Regions from separate parts of the Mus musculus genome. Here region 1 is linked to region 2. Evidence: chromatin contacts called from public Hi-C data. All regions are on one chromosome and are shown on one strand. Each heading gives the region's core, a stretch centred on a gene start, on an enhancer-like site or on the middle of the called end of the contact. The rest is flanking DNA. Distances are from core to core; before and after follow the strand shown.

Evidence for each region. Hi-C and Micro-C count contacts between places; a contact is called where the count stands out from the background.
Region 1: a contact with region 2 is called in a Hi-C map of CD4 T cells, with 2.6 times the contacts expected there. The contact joins two enhancer-like sites. A contact is called at or near these places in 3 of 484 Hi-C or Micro-C datasets (CD4 T cells, pre-B cells and uterus).

Annotation. Positions count from the first base shown.
Region 1 is chr13:44,061,919-44,068,007 of GRCm38.p6, forward strand. No RefSeq gene overlaps it. Among named protein-coding and RNA genes, the nearest start is that of Gm33489, 20 kb to the left of the region's middle. Within about 2 kb of position 3,978, at least 80 of the 459 cell types and tissues checked have an H3K27ac peak or open chromatin away from gene starts, as enhancers often do.
Region 2 is chr13:43,761,116-43,767,469 of GRCm38.p6, forward strand. No RefSeq gene overlaps it. Among named protein-coding and RNA genes, the nearest start is that of Cd83, 21 kb to the right of the region's middle. Within about 2 kb of position 4,311, at least 107 of the 459 cell types and tissues checked have an H3K27ac peak or open chromatin away from gene starts, as enhancers often do.

The DNA.
Region 1 (6,089 bases), core at 2,728-5,227, 300 kb after region 2:
TGTCCCTGTTAGTCTAAGGGTTTGGATGTCAGGAACTACAGTGGGACATGAGGTAGAGGGTGAGCTGGTCACCTCTTCTCAGTTTGCTGTGTCCTCAGGTCCAGGCAGTATTCATTTAGGGGGAGAGAGATGCTGAGATCAACCTCCCGAGGGCATCCCTGGCCACTGAACAGAACTGCTGACAGAACGGGGGATATTTGTGGCTTTTAGCCAAGGACCAAACTATTTACTCTTGGGTCCGCTTCCTTCCTTGAGGCTGCCTGACAAGTTCCTCTCTGTTCTCATCTCAGGCTGCTAGGAGTTTTCTGGTCTCAGCCCGAGATCCCAGTCACAACACAAAGTGGCAACGTGGAGCTGTTCATTTACTTCTGCACTTAATTTATGCTGGAGGGCATGGAGGGAGAAATCAGGAGGCTGAGAGAGAAGGCTGCGTCCATCCGTCCGTCTGCCTTGTTTCCAAACACAAAGCCCCAGCTGCTGGATGAGGGCGAAGGCAACCTCACTGCACACCTTCCTAAGCAGTTCCTTGGAGCCCACTGCTTGTTCCTATTTCTTAGGGTTTGTCTGACTTTCCCCATTCTATTTTAGCTGCACGGGAAGAAAGAAGAGAGAATGGGTAGCCTATTCAGCATCCCACGGTGCAGAAAACATCTGGCACATCTCTTTCCCTTGTCTGGCTAACACACAATCATCACCTCGCTGCTGCTCAGAGTGTCTGCCTGTCCATTCATGGAGACTGAGGACACAAGCCTACAATAGCCTGAGCCTGGAGCCTCCCATTGACAAAGGATGGGACTCCACACTGTAGGGTATCGGTAGTGGTGATTTCCATTTCAAAACTGCACTTGCCAGACTTGATTTAAACAACATGACTGTCCTCAGAGATGACACTTGGCTGGTTGCTCTTCGAAAGGCTTCCACACACTCTCTGCAGGAACCTGTGAGCACCATTGCCCATTGCTTACTACTGTCACTCAGTTAGTCCAGACGACGGCCACACACAACTTTCTGCAGCAACATCCTGCCAAGCTGTGGAGCAAGAGGACAACCCCAGAGATACCTCTAATAACAAGCCAATCAAATCAAAATGTGCCTTTGTCCACTCCACTGTGATTCCAGTCACCCTTTCTTCCCAGATATCTCTTTTTAATCTAATTACATACAATACTTTTCACTTTAGAAAAAAAAACCATGTTAACTTCTGTCGTTAACAATCCTGTTCTCCGTTTACCTGTGAGCAGGCAACCAAGTTTTCTCCTCATGTAAATGCCACAGCGGTTTGCTTTCTGTGTACAAACTAGCATATATGTGTGGGGTTTTTTTCTATCTCCCTCAAGGTCAAAAGATTACTATCTATAGACCTTTCCATTCAAGCTTTTTATCCTCAGCTAAGAATCGTACAACCTGTCTTCTTGCACGCACCCGAGGAAAGCCAGTTCTAATCACCATGGAAGAGGAGCCATCCTGCTTATACTAGGCACTGTGAAAATGCCACTATTCGCAAATGTTTCATCCGCTTGGCAAATATACAATGCAGCACAGAGAGATTCACCGCAGAGGCAAAGGACTCTGGGGGTGGGGGTGGGGCAGAAATGGAATGTGCTGAGCTGCTAGACAGTCCCTGTTCTACCACCGACCTTCGATGTCTGGGTGACTGTAAGGACTGGGATCTGCCTTTGCCTTTGTACAGAAAGGTGTCTCAGACCTGATTCAGACCTTCATTTACCGATGGGATAACTGAGTTGGAGAAGCAGAGAAATGGAGCAACCATGGTAGTGGCCAGGAAGTGGCTATGTGATCATGCTGCCAAGAGCAAAAATCCTAAAGAATGACTTTATAAGCCAGGTACAGTGAGTGATGCACACCTTTAATCCCCGTGCATGGGAGGCAGAGGCAGGTGCATCTCTGAGAGTCTGAGTCCGTCCTGATCAACATAGTAAGTTAAAGGCCTAGTCTCAAAAAAAAAAAAAAAAAAAAAAACCAAAAAACAGAAAACAGAAAACAAAAAACAAACAAACAAAAAACCCAAAAAACAAACAAACAAAACACCCAACAAAACCAAAAGAAGATGCTACATGAGCATCAGACTCCTGAGCCAATATGCTGCTAAGGAATTGGAATTCCTTCAGGAACCTCATGCTGGAAGAGAGAAAGGACAGTGTCCTGGTATTATCCAGAGTGTGAATTAGATCACACTCACTTCTGCTAACTTACAAAAGCATCTTGCAGGATACACTGGAGCTGAGTGGCTGATGGGTGGGGCCACATTGGACTGCTTAGTTATGCATGCCTCTTGCCTTCTATTTCAGCCTAAACCTCCAGTCAGAACTTCCGAATATGGGCTGCAGGCGTGGGGGTGGGGAGGTGTCACTAGACATCTTTATCTGTCCCTTCTTCTCATGTGGTTGTGCTCAATTGATCCCCTTTCTCTGCTTCTCTTTACTTCTTGTCTCTTCAATTGCCCCCCCCCCTCCAGGTTGGGTTGGTGCACCTAGATGTCGGGGTGCATGCTTTGACCCTAAAAGCATTGATAGCAATTGGAACCCAAGTGTGCTGATGCTGATTGAAACAGAATCTGAGTTAGCGTGGGTAATAAGGACCACCAGCCACCGCAGTTCAGCAGCTGAGGTGTAGTTGAATCTTATCATCCGTCATGACTGGTGGCTACTTCCTACCTCTCTCTCTCTGTCTCTCCTGTCTCTCTCTCTTTGTCTCTGTCTCTCTCTGTCTCTCTCTGTCACACACACACACACACACACACACACACACACACACACACATTTCCAAAACCGACATTTGCTTTGAAGGTTGGCCTATACCTAGGCCAAACATAAAGAAGTGTCTAGAAACCAGCACCCCCTTCTCTGCAGCCCCTGTCAAGCTCTTTCTGGGTTCAACCATAGCTCAGGAACAGACATTACCTCATGTCTCAGCACCCCATCTCTGGGCAGGCTCCCCCTTGCCCTCTCTCTATGCTCTTCTCAGGGAGAGAAGAAGGGGTGCCATGTTGGCATGCTGAGAGGAGTGACTTTTTTTTTACTCAAAGGCAGAAAAAAATTACATTTAGTTGAAGGGTAAAGACAAAGTCAAGAAGATGCGTGTGAGCCCATTTCTTGCTTCTTTCTTCAGACGAAGCTTTGCCTTTCTTTTCTAGCTTTGGATGAATGAAGTTGTCACAGTCAGGTCGCTTTCAATAGGGTCTCAGAAAAAACGCCTTTGCCACCCTAACTAACCTCATTTGGCCAGGGCACACATTTAGACGTCTTTCTCCAATTTCTTTATTCTACACATATCTTCCCCTAAATATTCCCATTCTTGCCTCCCGGTGGTATGGACCATTCTTTATAAAGATTATGGCTTCTTAGCCCAGCTCTGTATTTGCCCCCAATCTCTTACTGCCACAGAGCAATGGTACATGTGAAGGGGACAAGAGACAGCTAAGACCTGGTAGACCTGTTATAGGAAGAGAACTTTGGCGGAAACAAATTGCTGTTTAGTTAAATGTAAGTTGCTTCCTAGAGTTCACCTGCTATATATACATGTTTAAAAGAAAATACTCTTTTTTTTCTCTCTTAATGAATTATGCTGCCACCCCTAAAATTGTCTTTGACAGGTGACAGTTGGCCAGTTTCTTTTCCTTCGCTGCCTAGCATCACAGGGTGAAATGTCTTCATCACCTGGAAGCTGTGTGCCAGTGTGGCCAGGTCACAGGCTTCCTTGGTTTTCCACTGTAACTATTGCAACCGTCCCGCATTCTGGTTCCTAAGACCTTCTTCAGGAAACCACACCAGTGACCTTCAGAAGGCCAGAACTCTTCACCCTGAATGTTTGAGCCTTCCCTCTCTCTTAACGCCTGGCTTTCTGCCAGCTGAAAGCAGAAGGCCGTTAGAGATTCTAATCTCCCGGTACAAAGTCTCTTTGGCATCGACAGTCAGATGTCACCTGGGGTCACCGTGGCCTATTTGAGGTGCAGAGTTCTGGGTAGTTTCAGTTGTGCTTGCAGCCGATTCAGAGAGCAAAAGCCGAAGTCTAACAGGAAGGTTGGTTGTCTGAAGTGTGCTAAAAATACTTTGACGTTTGTTGCTTGTGAATGGTTATTTTTAGTCTGAGGAAGTGGATTTAACATAGACCCGGGGGCCCGGTCGTGGCTGACAGAACCAGTGAGGTGTGCACCTGGATAAAGCCGTCCATTTCTGTCTGTCTGCTCCACACTTCTTCCTATGTATGCCCTGGACATGGAGGAGGACGAGACAAAACTGATTCCAGGTCTCTGTCTGCAGCGGGACCTCTCTCTTCCTCTCTGAAGCTGCTGGCCGATGAGAGGCAGGCCAGATCCAGAAGTCAACAGCTGGGCTTCAGACCCCACGAGGCACTGTCCCCTCTGCTAGAGAATACAGTCTGTGGCTTTTGAAGCCTCTGCCCTGTAGTGCTGGGCTCAGTAGAGTCTAGGTGGTTGGTTGCTAACAACTGTCACCTAATTGTCACATGAGCAGGATAACCAGACTCCTGTCCTCTAGAAGGTTCCTGCCTCATTGCAGCCTCTCCAAACTGAAGAATGAGCAGGGAGTTGGGGTACAGGTTGGTTCTTTGGCTTCTCATTCCTTGTAGGTTGACTGAGCAGTAGGGGAGGAATGGCCGTATACTGAATACCCTCCTGGTATGTCCCACTTCTATGCTATCAAGCAAGGTTAGTTACTGAAGCAAGTTAAGGTAAAGAAGCAAGAGGCGAAACCCAGAGGATCTCAAGTGGACCCTAACTGTTGTACCAATGGCAGGGGCTAAGGAATGGCAGATTAGGAGTGGCCACTTGGATCCCACTGTACCTGGGACTGCAGACTGTCTTAGCAGAGCTCTCTCACGGATATTGTGATGAACCAGCTAAGGGTTACTGCATCGTTCTTAGTCCGCTTGTGCTGTTCTAGCAAAATGTCACAGATCAGGTGGCTTAAACAGCAGGCATTCATTTCTTACAGTTCTAGGGGCTCAGAAATCCACGACCAAATGCCATTCAACTGCAGATCCTGGTCACACTCCCTGGCTGCCTTCTGGCTGTGTCTTCACATGTCCCTTTCTCTCTTCCTCTGAAGGGACAGAGACCTCTGCTGTCCCCTTCTCTTCTTGTAAGACCAACAGCCCTACTAGATTGGGGCCCACCCTTGTGACCTTATTTAATTTGAATTCCATCCTAAAGATCTCACATCCAAATAGTCACCGTGGAGACTGAGACATCTACACACAGACTTAAGGAATGGGGGACACACTCTGGCCATAGCTCCTGCAGCCAGGGAACCAACTGCAGCCAACTTTGCTGTTGGGACCCTTTCACACTTTGGGGGTACTCTAGGTCCAGGTATCCCAAGGAACCCCCATGTTCCTTTGTCAGGAGACTATGCTCAGGCTTCTGGTACTATCTTGAAAGGACAATGGTGAGAGTTGGCTTCCTTTCATAAATGATAGTTTTTGACCAATGAATGGCGGGCAGGAAGGAAGCAAAGATGCTCTGGTTTTTTTCAGCCTCTGGACAGGACAACAGCAGCTGTCTAGAGGAAACTCAGAGATTATATAAGTCACATCCCAGATGTCCCCTCCCTGATCCCTCCCCTGAGATTTACCCTGTCCCAGCATCTTTCTTCTTTGTGCTTCCCAGAGTTCCTGAGGAGGGCTTGCGTCTGGAAAGCCCAATAAAAATAAACAAACAGTTAAGGTACAAGACCCAAGACCCAGGTCTGAGCCAGAAGCCCCTCTGCTCAGATGTCTCCTCTCCACTTTAAGGTTTAGGCTCGCTACAGCATTCCTAAAGATCTGTAGTAAATGAAAGGCCTCACTGTGGAACAGCAGCAGGTAAAGGCTTTTCTGCTTTCTGGAATCTTCTTGACCATTCTAGCTCAAAGTCAGCACTAGCATCCTAGAGGAAACCCTGCTTCATTTTCTTAATTATCTCAACCTGGGCCTCATCAGCCAAAGCTTCCATTCCAATCACATCAGCACACCTGGTGTCTGCCTCTCTTCTTACTGTAGATAACAATGCTAAAGGGACCTTTTGTGGTTTTCTCCATCTTTGAAAAACTTTCCTAAAATAGCTTGGATTC
Region 2 (6,354 bases), core at 3,061-5,560:
TAAGGGTTTCTCTGACTTCTCTGAGGTTCAGGCTTGGAGTGTTGAGAAATTCGGTCTGTGTGTATTATGTAGACATGCTCAAACATGACATAATCCCTGTTATGATAAGTCCGATGAAATGTAGACATTTTCCTCTCTTCTCCATCCATCTTGCCTCTGACAGTTACAGAGCTTCTACCTCACTGTTGAGCACGGGAAGATCAAGTCTCGTGACTCATAATGAAAGCCATGCACACAGACTCAGAACACACATCTACACACGTGACTGAATTGGGTAAGGTATTTAGATTGCACGGTTTTCTCTCTCAATTCTCAGGCCTGTGGCGTGTGAACAAGTAGTATCTGTTAGAGGCATTATCACCCAGGAGCAGAGAACAGACAGGAAACTCTCACTGTTTTATTTCCTAGCTTCTACGCACAGGGAGACAAGGTGGCTGTTAGGATCTTCGCTGACTTGTGACTGTCCCCAGCTCCTCGAAACCTCATAACATGGGAATAATATGGATCCTAACTGAAGACAACAAAGAGACAGCCCACACTGCACATATGGCGTCCTCTCATTTGTAAGAGAATATAGACATAGAAAGCGGATGGACAGAAATATGCATGGGTATTTCTGTCAGTTGTCTCTGGGTTTTGAGACAACAAGGAAACTCTCACTTCTTTTTCACAGCACTTGCTTCCAAAGGGCCTTTGCTGTTTCTTGAGTTAGGTTCATGCTCCAAAAGCAAAGATTTGCTGCTGCTTTAGCAACATTTTGCAAATGTATGAAGGTGTGTCAAGAGTTTTAAGTCAGGCATGATTGCTTACACTTGTAATCTCAGTACAAGGGAGGCTGAGACAGGAGGACTGCCCTAAATTCAAGACAAGACTATCTTGGTTATCTATCTATCTATCTATCTATCTATCTATCTATCTATCCATCCATCCATCTATCTATGTATCTATCTATTTATGTATGTATCTATCACATATCTATGTATCTATCTATGTATCCATCTATGTATCTATTTATCTATGTATGTATCTATCTATCTGTCTATCACCTATGTATGTATGTATGTATGTATGTATGTATGTATCTATCTATCTATCTATCTATCTGTCTGTCTGTATGTATGTATCTATCACCTATCTATGTATCTATGTCTGTCTGTCTGTCTGTCTATCTATCTATGTAAATTTCTTCCTTCCTTCCTTCCTTCCTTCCTTCCTTCCTTCCTTCCTTCCTTCCTTCCTTCCTTCCTTCCTTTCTTTCTTTCTTTCTTTCTTTCTTTCTTTCTTTCTTTCTATCTCCAGGCCAACTGTGGCTACCGAGAAAGATATTTTTAGACGACGTTGTTTATTTTATTGGCTTTAATTGTGTGCATGCATGCGTGTCAATGGATGGGTACATGTCCATGAGTATAGGTGAGGCCAGACACATCAGCTATCACTGGAGCTGGAGTTACAGACAGCCGTGAGAGGCCCAGTATAGGTGCTAGGATTCCGACTTCTGCAGGGGCCTAAGTGCTCTTACACCATTGATGCATCTCTTTAGCCCCCATAGAAAGAGCTTGTCTTGAAAACCAAATCCAAAACAAATGCACAAAAGAAAATAGTTTATACACTGTACCAGCAGTGTACAGCAGTTCCCTGTAATAAATGGATACGTGCCTTGTTGCATCATAGAGGCATTCTGGTGCATAGATTCCAGGGTCCCAGAAAGTTAAGTGGGTGGTTTGATGTTTCGTCCATAAATAGGGGCAAGGTTGGCTTATTCTATTGTTCTTTTTCTTTTTAAACTCCAGATCAGTGTGCCACGCGGACGCGGTGATTTAACCAGTAGTCTGGAAAGTTCCCGTATATGAAAACTAAGTGTCTTAAAAAAAAAAAAAAAAGAAAAACCACCCCACCATAGTTCATTGAGTACTTTAATATAAAACAATTTTTCAACTTACAAAAATAAAAAGGGGAACTGCACTGTGTTCGAAACTAGACTGGGAGGAAAAAAAGTGATTCTGAAGAATTTCCTCCAGGTGTAAATATAGCCAAGGAAATCAAAGATAATTGCCGGTCATACACAGAGGTGTGCCTTACTCGTAAAAATAAAGGGTACAAAACTACGGAATCAGGATTGAACATTTGTGTACATAGGACTTTTTCTCTATAGGGGTTTAAATTGGTGCAACTGCCTACCACTTACACATTGTACTGATACAGTTAGTATAGAAAAAGAAAATGTTTATTTTTACTATCTAATGTAATTGATAATTTAACACTATCTCAATAAAAAGACTCCTATCAATAATGGCAGGCAAAAATTAATAAAATTTTTCTTGAGTGCAGGCTGTGTGTGCCGTTCTATACAATGTGGTGGTTGGAGGGCCACCTTTTGTGGCTTCTCTCCGCTCTCCCTGTCACCCTGCAGGAGGATGCTGGGATTACAGCTGTGTACTGTGTTTAACTTTTTTTTTTTGAGGGGGGGGGGTTTCAAGACAGGGTTTCTCTGTGTAGCCCTGGCTGCTCTGGAACTCACTCTGTAGACCAGGCTGGCCTTGAACTCAGAAAGCCACCTGCCCCTGCCTCCTGAGTGCTGGGATTAAAGGCGTGCGCCACCACCGCCCGGCTGTGTTTAACTTTTACATGGCCTCTGGAGATGCAATCCCAGACCATCAGGTTTATAAGGCAAATGGCCCCTGAAATTTGCCTTTCTAGTGCGTATGCCACAGACAATTAATGCATCTTACACGCCCCGCATGCGTGATCTTGTGCGGGACACAGTGACCATACATCCAGCTAAACAAGGGAAGACCCTGATGGAGGTAGTGGAACACTATCTGTAATTCTTGCTCCTTCTGAACTGGCGAGGTCCTTGCTCTCAATGAGTTTGTAGTCTTGTTGGTAAGCTTTTGAATATGTGAGCATTTAGTAAATCAAGCATAGTCTGTGAAGGAATTATATTAAACACGAGCAGGTGCTGACATATGGGACACAGCAAGAGAAGGGCCGAGTTATAAAGGGGCTGAGGTGAGGAAGCAAGTTTTCATGTCAGGACTTTACCTCCTGGAGTGCAAGGCCTGCTATGTGTCTGGCCACTGCCTGCACTTCATTTTGGCCATTTAACTCATCGTCTATTCCTCCAATAATGTCGAATAACAACACATCTCCTCAATCCCAGTGGCTTGCATCACAAACGTTTATTTTTTATTTTTTTCTTCGTATGGCTGAGGATTGGCTGGGATTCAGCTGATCTTGGCTCTGTTCCTCTGGGCCTGGCTCCCAGCTACAAGCCTACTCTGGGCTGGCTTCCTAGAGTTCCTGCAGGGACTGGCACTGCCTGAGGCACGTCTTCTCATGGTGAGGGCAGAGACACAAGAGGCTAAGTCTCACCATGGAAGCACACTAAAAACTTCTGTTGTATCACTTTCACATCTGTCTTTCAAAGTGAGTTCTAAGGCCAAGCCAAACATCAGGGAGACGGGAAAACACCCACCACAGATTCCTTGAGAGCTACTGAAAAATCCCACGATGAGAACCATGGATGGATCATCCTGAAGCAAGGAGGACTAAAGGATTGGAAATAATCCACGCAGACATGGTTATGGGATTGATAGTGTGGGTGGCAGACATGGGCTGTGCATGTAGTCTAATTGATAGAATGCTTGCCGAATCGTGCACAAAGCCCTGAGTTTGTTATCCAGCATCAAGTTAATTGGGTGTGGTAGTGCACATCTGTGATGTTAGCACTGGGCAGGTAGAGGCAGGAAGAGAAGAGGGTTAAGGGTACTTTCATCTACATAGCAAATTGTGGACTAGTTCTGTATGTTTGAAACCCTGTCTGTGACGGTGATGATGATGGTGGTAGTAGTGATAATGATGATGATGATGGTAGTAATGATGATGATGATGATGCAGTATAGATAAAAAAGATGAGCCCAGGTAGGAAAATGCAGGTGTGGGCTGATGTATTTTTTCTGTTGGGCTGAAGTGAAAAGATTAGCAATCATGTGATGCTCTCCCAGAGTTACAGAGTAGTTGGCGTGTACAATGGCAATGCAGATAGACTGGTGTTAAGTGAGACCTCATATTGGAAGAAAGTTCTATTGGAGGACAAAGATTTGGCCAACAACCAGGTAAGGAGAGAGTACACACACGTAGTGAGTGAGACCCGAAAGGTCAGAGTAGGCTCCCAACCCTCTGGGGTGCCTGGTCAAGAGGAACACCCTAAGTCTTTCTCACTTCTATGTTTCTATGATGTCAGGGCTACTTCCTTCCCCAAAATCCCCTCAGCGGCTAAGCATCACAGTGGCGCATGTGACGACCCGTGACGGCCTCTGAAAGTTCTTCTTTTGGTCCCTTCGGCAGGTGGCTGACGAGTGGAGAGCCTGGAGCCCAGCCTGCTTTGGGGTTGTCATCACTAAGACCAGCTGTAGAAGCCTGGCCAGCAGTACCCAGCGGCCTGCCTGGGCTGCAGAGTGCTGTGTTGTGAAATACCAGATACCTCGTTCATCTGGAGGGGACTCCAACAAAGGTCTGCACCTACTGGTGCTTAGCTCCGTGGTAGAACACTTGACTGTTAGAAAAGAAGTCTCTGAGTTGCAACAGCAGCACTAAGGCCCAGGCCAGGGGTGGGGGTGGGGCAGGCCTTTGATCATAACACTGGAAACACAGTGGTAGGCGGAGCTTGGTGGGTTTCAGGCCAGCCTGGTCTACATAGTTAATTCCAAGACAGGTGGAGCTTCAGACATTGTGAGACCCCGTCCCCAAAATAAGCAAATGCTGTTACCACCCAGATCACATTGTCTTCAGAGGCTACCTGGGTAGGAGTAGGGTCTCACCTAATCCCATTGTCTTCCACATACAGTGGGAAGAATACCAGCTAATTTACCATACAAAAAAGCTGAATTTAAAACACAAGCAAACATGTAAACCAGGTGTGGTGGCTCAATCCTATAAGCCCAGCCCTTAGGAGGCTGAGGCAGGAAAATCCGTGTGTTAGAAGCCAGCCTTGGCTGCATAGTAAGACCTTGTTTCAAAAAAAAAAAACCAAAACAAACAACAACAACAAACAAACAAAAACCAAAACCTCCTACCAACTCAACCACAACTCTTTCAGTCTCTAGCAGGTAGCATTTGTAAGTGCTAGTTCAAGGAGAACAAATATCTCACACGTCTAAGTATTCCAGTATATTTACTTGTGTGTGTGTTTGTGTGTGTGTGTGTGTGTGTGTGTGTGTGTGTGTGTGTGTATGTGTGGTGTCTGGTGTATGTGTGTGATATGTGGTGTGTGTTTGTGTGTGTGTGGTGTATGGTGTATGTGTATGGTATGTGGTATGTGTGTAGGTTTGTGTATGTGGTATGTGTACATGCCCGTGTGTGTGGTGTGTATATGTGGTGTCTGATGTATGTGTGTGGTACATGGTGTGTGTGTGTGTGTGTTTGTGTATATGGGGGGTGTACATGCCTGTGTATGTAGATGTGTGCATGTGTGTGTGTGTGTGTGTGTGTGTATACTCGTGTCTTTGTGTACACATGTGTGTATGTGCATATGTGTGTTGTATGTATGTGTATATGTGTGGTGTGTGTGTTTGTGTGTGTGTGTGTGTACACAAGTATGTGGAGGCCATGGGTCAACCTTGATGTCACTTTCTGAGGAGTGATTCAGCTTGGTTTTTGAGAGGGGGGGGGTCTCTCATTGGGGTCTGAGGCTTTCTGGAATCACAAGCCCACTATACCCTTTGTAAAGCTTTGTTTAAAATATGGCTCCTGGGGACCAAATTCAGCCCCTTGTGCTGTGTAGCCGGCACTGTACTGACTGAGTTATCTCTTCAGCTCTGTTTTTTTTCTTTCCAGTCTCATTCTATAGGTACTGCTGCCTCAGACAGTGCAGCCAGGAACAGGCTGGGGCCTGATTTAAAAGACAAAATTCCTGGAACGCTCCCAGCCAGGGAAGTCTGGTTAGAAAACCCTTACAAAAATGTCTCATGGTAGAAATGTCTACCTCCACCCAAGCCCCCACCACAGACCCCCACCCCAGACACCCCCCACCCAAGCTCCTACCACAGACCCACCACAGCCTCTACCTCAGCACCTACCACAGATCTCACTCCAGCTTCCACCACAGACCCACCACAGACCCACAGTCCCTGCCACAGCTCCTACCACAGACCCCCCAACCACCAACACAGCCCCCATCCCAGCCCCCAACACAGCCCCCACCACAGATCTACCACAGACCCACTTCAGTCCCCACCACAGACCTGCCCCATCCCCATCTGACCAGAGGCTTGCTCGAGGGAGAAGGCAGTTTCAGTCATTGCTTGGACCCCGCTGTGTTTAGCATAATGGGTTGTAAGCTGTCCTCAGTAAATG